Regions from separate parts of the Mus musculus genome. Here region 2 is linked to region 1. Evidence: chromatin contacts called from public promoter capture Hi-C data. All regions are on one chromosome and are shown on one strand. The core of a region is the stretch at or near the end of the contact, and the rest is flanking DNA. Distances in the headings are between cores, read along the strand shown.

Evidence for each region. Promoter capture Hi-C pulls out the DNA fragments that hold promoters and counts their contacts.
Region 2: a promoter capture Hi-C map of pre-B cells shows a contact between it and region 1, with 4 times the contacts expected there. The contact joins the enhancer-like site here to the promoter of Lrrcc1 in region 1. A contact is called at or near these places in 7 of 39 promoter capture datasets (the C10 cell line, cranial neural crest, hematopoietic stem and progenitor cells and 3 more), 1 of 484 Hi-C or Micro-C datasets (olfactory sensory neurons) and 1 of 115 datasets of contacts at active chromatin or transcription factors (stem cell-derived neural progenitor cells).

The regions. Positions count from the first base shown.
Region 1 is chr3:14,532,313-14,535,553 of GRCm38.p6, reverse strand. Lrrcc1 (leucine rich repeat and coiled-coil domain containing 1) reads right to left here and starts at 1,766. Exons shown (of 19, transcript NM_001163579.1): 1 at 1,532-1,766. The coding sequence starts at 1,620.
Region 2 is chr3:15,192,930-15,196,170 of GRCm38.p6, reverse strand. No RefSeq gene overlaps it. Among named protein-coding and RNA genes, the nearest start is that of Gm33819, 37 kb to the right of the region's middle. Within about 2 kb of position 1,615, at least 15 of the 459 cell types and tissues checked have an H3K27ac peak or open chromatin away from gene starts, as enhancers often do. A contact at or near this core is called in pre-B cells, where this site is marked.

The DNA.
Region 1 (3,241 bases), core at 517-3,016:
ATGTAGTTTCCAAAAAACACAAAACACAAAACAAAACACCAAAAACCTTAATTATGTTTCTTGCTGGTGGAAAAGCTGAGGTCCTTTCTAACTGCAAGCTGGAATGCATTTTCTCTAAACTGAAATCATCTCTTTACTCCCACTACTACCACTTATAAATTGAGCATGCCGAGTAGAATGGTATTTCCATGGAACTACAGTGCACTGCTCAGAGATGCTAAAAGTAGTTCAGAATAGCACACACAATGTCAAGGGCATCTGTGGTAGATTTTTATGCTAGCTAGTATAAAGTTGCAGGAAACCTACTTATTGGCAGCAAGGAAACAGTTGCAAACCTCAAAACACCAATTTCTAAAGGTGTCTGAAGTATTTGCTGATTATCTGGCAATTACAGAATTATTTAGGGACAAATTTTGTGCTATTATATGCTCTTAATAGCAATCTGTTTTCTGACCTATCAGAAATCAATACTGTTGAATTTACTTGCTCACTAGTTACACTGTCAAGTTATATAATGTATCTAAAATATAAATTCCCAGAGTCATTGCTTACTAGAAGAAGAAAAACAAAACAAAACAAAACAAAAACGACCCTGCATAATTGCTGTGGTGATTAGTAATAACACATATAACATTCACATAGACATCATCCTCAAAGCGATAACCATTATTAAATATAAATGTAAGCATTCTTTTGAAAAAACCTCTTCGTTGGCAACCCTTAGATCAGGCCTGAGACTAAATTGTTTTCATTATATTATAAATACCACGGTTCTGATGGAGTAGAGCAGGCACCTCAACAAAGACAGAGAATATTGTAACAGAAATGCCTGGATCTCAGAAATAGCTAACTGGCCAGTGAAAAACAAGAGAGGGTCTAGGTTGAACTGGTAAGGCTCACAGAGTATGGAAAATCCAGGGGCCTGAAAAACCACTGAGCAGTCTCAGTAACATAAAACAGGGTCAGTAAGAGTTATATTTGGTACTTTCAACAACTGTATGGATATGTCTCTGATTGTGTCTTATGCAAAAGAACTTAAAAACGGGTGAGAACTGAGGCAAGAGATGTAAGCAGGGAGTAGAGAAGGCTTGCCTTGCTGCTTGCCCCACTTCTCAGGCTCCTGGAAGGAGACCAGGAAGAGCAACAGCTAGGGGGTGCGAAAGTGGGGGCGAGGAGAGGGGAAAGAGGAAGCTTGGGCTCAGCAGGTCCGTAAGAAAGAACCGCAGGTTGCGCTGGGTGGTGGAGAGAAAGGAACCCCGGGATCTGTGGAGAGGATGCGGAAGAACCCTGAGCTCAGCTGAGTGAGCCAGGAGGGATTCAGGGCTTGGCAGGGAGGAAGCCAGGGCAATGCTGGGAGGAGTAAGAGAAGCCCCGGGCCGTGCAGGGGGAACACAGAGAAACCCCGGGCTATGCTGGGGGACAGAGAGGAGCCCCAGACTGTGCTGGGAGGATGGGGAGGAACCCGCTTCCTGCACAAGCCCGGCTCTCCGAAGCCAGCCAACCCGAGGTCCAACCGGGTGGCGGCAGCTACCTGTGCAGGCCTTTGTCCATGAAACACACATCCCCGCAGCTGCTGTCGCCATCCTCCCGTTCGATTTCGCTACACACCGCCGCCTCCATGGTACCCGCGACGGGGAGTGGGTGTTAACCGGCGCCCAGCGCTGGGTCCCAGCTTGCTCACGCCTCCAAAAGCGGGAGCGGGGAGTGAGCAAGGGGCGGGGCGAGGACTCTAACCGCCTGCCGCACTTTCCCCGCCCTGCGCGGCCGCAAAGCAGGACAACGGCGCCGCTCAAAGAGGGCTTGACTTTTACGGCATCTGCCTTTAAAGTAAAGCCTTTCCATTTGTTGGTTTGGAATGAGTGGGCTACTGAACATTATTTATAGCCCACTGCCATATGGAGGCGTTTTTCTCAATAGTTTGCTTTTATACTTCGTGACGTGATCTTGCAGACATAGTAATGTTCCCCGTTTTTGGTCACTGAACTCCTGTTAAATCCTTAAGTATTTGTGCAATGCCTTTATTTATGTATGCTGGTCTCCCTGTGATGAGAAAAAAATGTTCAGCTTTTTAAAGAATTCGCTCAAGAGACACTCTTCAATGCCTCTGCAAAAGCAAACACTCCAAAGATACTTCACTGGGCTGTTTCAAGGTAGAGTTGGTGAGACAATGGTTTTTCCATTGTGGTATAAAATTTTTCTTTGGTAGGTGATGACAGTCATGACATAAGTTGACCCCCTTTCCCTCCCAACTGATAGACTGATCTCCTTTCAGGGACCTTATTTCCACAGTTCTTCAGAAAATCTCACAAAATGGTAGGGGATGTTCAGACTATGTTGAAAAAGATATTCTAACGATGCCAAAGAGTTTGTACACCTTTGTTAGTGCACACGTGTGGGAAAATATCCTGATGTTTTAGTTTTTTATACAGTGGGGACAACCTATCTACAGCCTCAAGGATGTGTAGCCGCCACACAAAGGCATTGCAAAGATAAGGAGACAGCCACCAAAATACAGTTTTCCTGGCTACCACATAAATAACTTGTTGGGGACAGCATACCATGACAGCGACTGCCCGCAGTAGGCCAGGATGGAGACATCTCAGTAGCCCACTGCAGCTCTTTGTAGAAAACAGTCGTTCCCACTTCTAATCTTATCCCTGAATAACAGCTGTATAGAATTCATTTGTGGGTGCCTGTCTTTCAGTTGGTCTTGGTGGGCATAATTATTCTATTATATCTGACTTTCTTATTTCTTTCTCCCTTCTGCTCTGGTGAATTCTGTGAAACTAGACGTTCCTTGATTCTTAAACAGTTAAAAATTGAGGCATAGGGACACAGCACAGCACAGTCCTAATGGTGCCTGCTGTGTGTTCTCATCTTGAAAACAATATAATAACTGAACAATGATAGTTCCAGATTAATGCTTGACTTGCAAAGAAAGTTTGAAGAAATTATTAGAAAATGAATTAGAGCCAACATTGGTATCCCAAGAAAGGAATAGTTTTTTTGAAATTATGAAATAAATTTTGCACAACATTTAAGAGTGGTTTCTGAATAAGAAAGTAAAGATACATAAAATTATATATTCGTAAACCTAAGTCAAAACACTGGGACTCTTAGGAAAGCCATTGTGTGCAATGTGCAAAAGCAGAAAGCTAGCAGAACTATTGAGTTAAGGGTTAACTTGATTCTTTCTGGCCACTGCCTGGCAGCTTTGCCCATGTCATTTATCATTAGAGCG
Region 2 (3,241 bases), core at 366-2,865, 660 kb before region 1:
AAACTGTCTCTTCTTGGCGAGGATGGATCCAAGAACAATAAAAACCTTCATTTGAAGAATTGCTATCTCTAACATATTACAAGCTTGTTTTCCTCCATCTGCCCTAGCTGGATCCTTAACTGGACTCACATACATGTGACATATACATCTAACAGGATTCTCATTGTTCAGACAGAGCTAGCTTCTGACCAAATGGCCCAAAGTAGCCTTCAGTGCTGGCTAATTCTTTTTACTCATTTGTTTTGTGCATTTGTGTGTCTGCTTCTCTTCACCAGACTGTAAGTTTCCAGAGAGCAGGAACGTTTATGCCTTTTTGCTGGATCTCCACAGGTCACACACCTACATATATTTAGTGCAAAACAGCATTAAAAATATTTGTTGAGTGTACATTTGAATGGCAGGCCATGTTTGACACAATGCAAACACCTACAAGACAGTCATCAAGTTATTACCATTACCAGTGACCTACTTATCTGAGGTTATGAAGCAGACGTTCAATAACATTCTTCGATAAATTAAAGAGCAAAAATCTTATTTAACATGTAGTTGAGAATAGTCTCAATCAATGAGTCTGTGGTTTAGGAAATGTTTACCAACTCTAACTCCAGGGTAAGGCAAAATACAGTGGTTAGAAGGCATAAGAATTCCCATATCCAGTAGTCAGGAGTTATACAACTACATGCTCCCCTGAAACATGTGTGGCATCCCTCAGGACACTGGAATTTAAGTAATCTCTCCTTCCATCCATCAAATCTACTCTTCTTTCTTGAAAAGACTTGCTCAATGTGTATTGCTTCTAAGAATGATGGATGTATGTTTCTCAAGAATCCAGAAACACAAAATTAATTCCAACATATTTTTGTATCACTCTCTGTTTTTCAGGGTCCAGAGAAGGAGCAGTGAACTGGAACATGTCTGGTAAGCAGAAGACTATAAACAATAGTTCTGTGATTGATGCAAGAATGAGCCAACAGACATTTCAAAATCAAAAGTGAAGCCAGCAAAAATTACATCTTCCAGCACCTGCTTTGTGTCCCTGTCTCCCCAGGACGTGCTATACATGGTAGCTGAATCACTATCATGGTAGCTGATCCATGCCCATGCTATCTCTGAGACAAACCAAAGGAGGGTACAAATTCTACTTGGAACAGACAACCATAGTTAGTGGTAGGCCTAAGCTAATATTGAAACAATTTCTGCTCCTTTTCATTGGCTTGATGGACTATGAGGGTTACACATTTCACACATGTTTCATAATAATCAATATGCCTAATACTTATTTTATGATTATTTGTCAAGGACTTGTAATTTGTGGTTTCTGAAAATAAATAAATAAGAGAGTGTCACAGGAAGCCAGATTAGAAATCTTAGAAAATTTTACCAAAGTCATTTTCAGCTAGAATATGAGATTCAGAAACTGGCCTTCCCCTTGACATAGAGAGTCAATTTGGTAAACATGGTTGGTCAATAAAGGTGTAAAATTATGATGGTATAATGTTTTAGAAAAGTGGTATATCTCATCAAGTATCCTCTTCAAGGGAAAGAGCTTGCTCAGCTCACATCTCCAGACTGATCCTTCTCGTTTCCACATGTTGCCACCAGATGGCGAGGCAGTTATGCAAAAGCAATCTGTTCATGAGTGCGTCCAAGAAGAAATGACAGCAGTGGGAACTGCAATTCAGTTGAAAGCGGTCACGGCACTTGCTCACTGATGAAGACGGCCTTGCTCGTTTTGTCTTTCCTTTTTTTAGAGTAAAAACTGATGGCTACCTATCCAAATCAGAGACAATTTGAGCAATAAAGTCTCAGAAAGCTTTTTTTTTAAATCAGAAACTCTATCATTCATAATTGGATTTTTAAAACAACACCAAAGATCAAGTATTAATAACCAACCCCTGCACCCTCTAATTGTTACTCGTTTTCTCTACCCCCTAAAATCTGCAAATAGTTAATTCTTCCTAATTTCCTTCAACTAATCTGTAGTAATCATATAGTTTTAAATTGTCACTTACTACCTTCTGGCTATCATCTGATTAACTAATCTCAAGATATTCGAAAATTCAGAGAAGTTCTATGAACCAATAAAATTCAAAACCATCACATTGACAAAACCAAAGAGTGACTAAGAAACTGTCATGTCCTAGAGAAATCCATAAAGACATAATATCTAAATGGATTGTGATATCCCAGATAGAATTCCAAAGCAGAAAAGGATATTATATAAAAATGATAAAGGATGAAATGAACAGAATACTAATGTAATTCATATTGGTTTATTAATGAATAAAAGAACAAAGGTATGTGCATCTATAGAAATTAAAACAAAGCAGAGAAGGAGAAAGAGAGAGATAGAAACAGAGACAGAGAGACAGAGAGAAGAAAAGAAACAAAAATAAAAGTTCAGTCCATAAAACTAAACAATTCCTGGAAATTCCATGAAAATAAAATTTGAAAAATCAGTAATTTGAGAACCTGAATTTCTCCTACAAAATAAATTTGTATGCCTCAAGACTCTTTGCAAGCCTCACTCTGTGAAACCCAAATAAAATAAGAAGAACATTAAGTCTATGGCACAGTGCCTTATTTGGTGTTAAAGACGTAGGCTGAGGCTCTGTCTTTACTAGCAATAGGGTCTGGAAATACTGTCTTTGCCAAGGGTATAAGAAGGGCAAAACTATGCAGAGAACCTTGGTGACAACTATAGTAGGTATTATGCAAGACAGGCCAAAATCTCTCTCTCTCTCTCTCTCTCTCTCTCTCTCTCTCTCTCTCTCTCTCTCTCTCTCTCTCTCTCTCTCTCTCGGGAGCTTTTAAGAAGTGGCCATCTAAGTGATACAGACTAAGGGTGGGGTATAAAGGCTAGTGAGTATAAATAAACAGGCCATCTATTTCTCTGAAGTTGCCCAATGTATATAGTCACTACCATTTTATGTTCAGCAGCTTCAGAGATCTGCTAGAACCTCTCACTATTTGGGTAATTGTTGCTCTCATTACATCAAGAAATAGGACAAGAAACAGCCTAACCCCAAATTATGCTGAATTATGGTACAGGACATAGTGCATATTCCCTATAAATGTTTAAGACACATTAATAAATGCTATGATCCTAACTCATTTCCATGAAAAGTTTTATTCTTAAAAGGAACACATTCTTAATTAGAAATATAAAGACTACATGAAGCTTAATTGCTTTCTTGATATCAAATTAGAAGACTTCATGTCCAAGGCAATGAGGAATAGA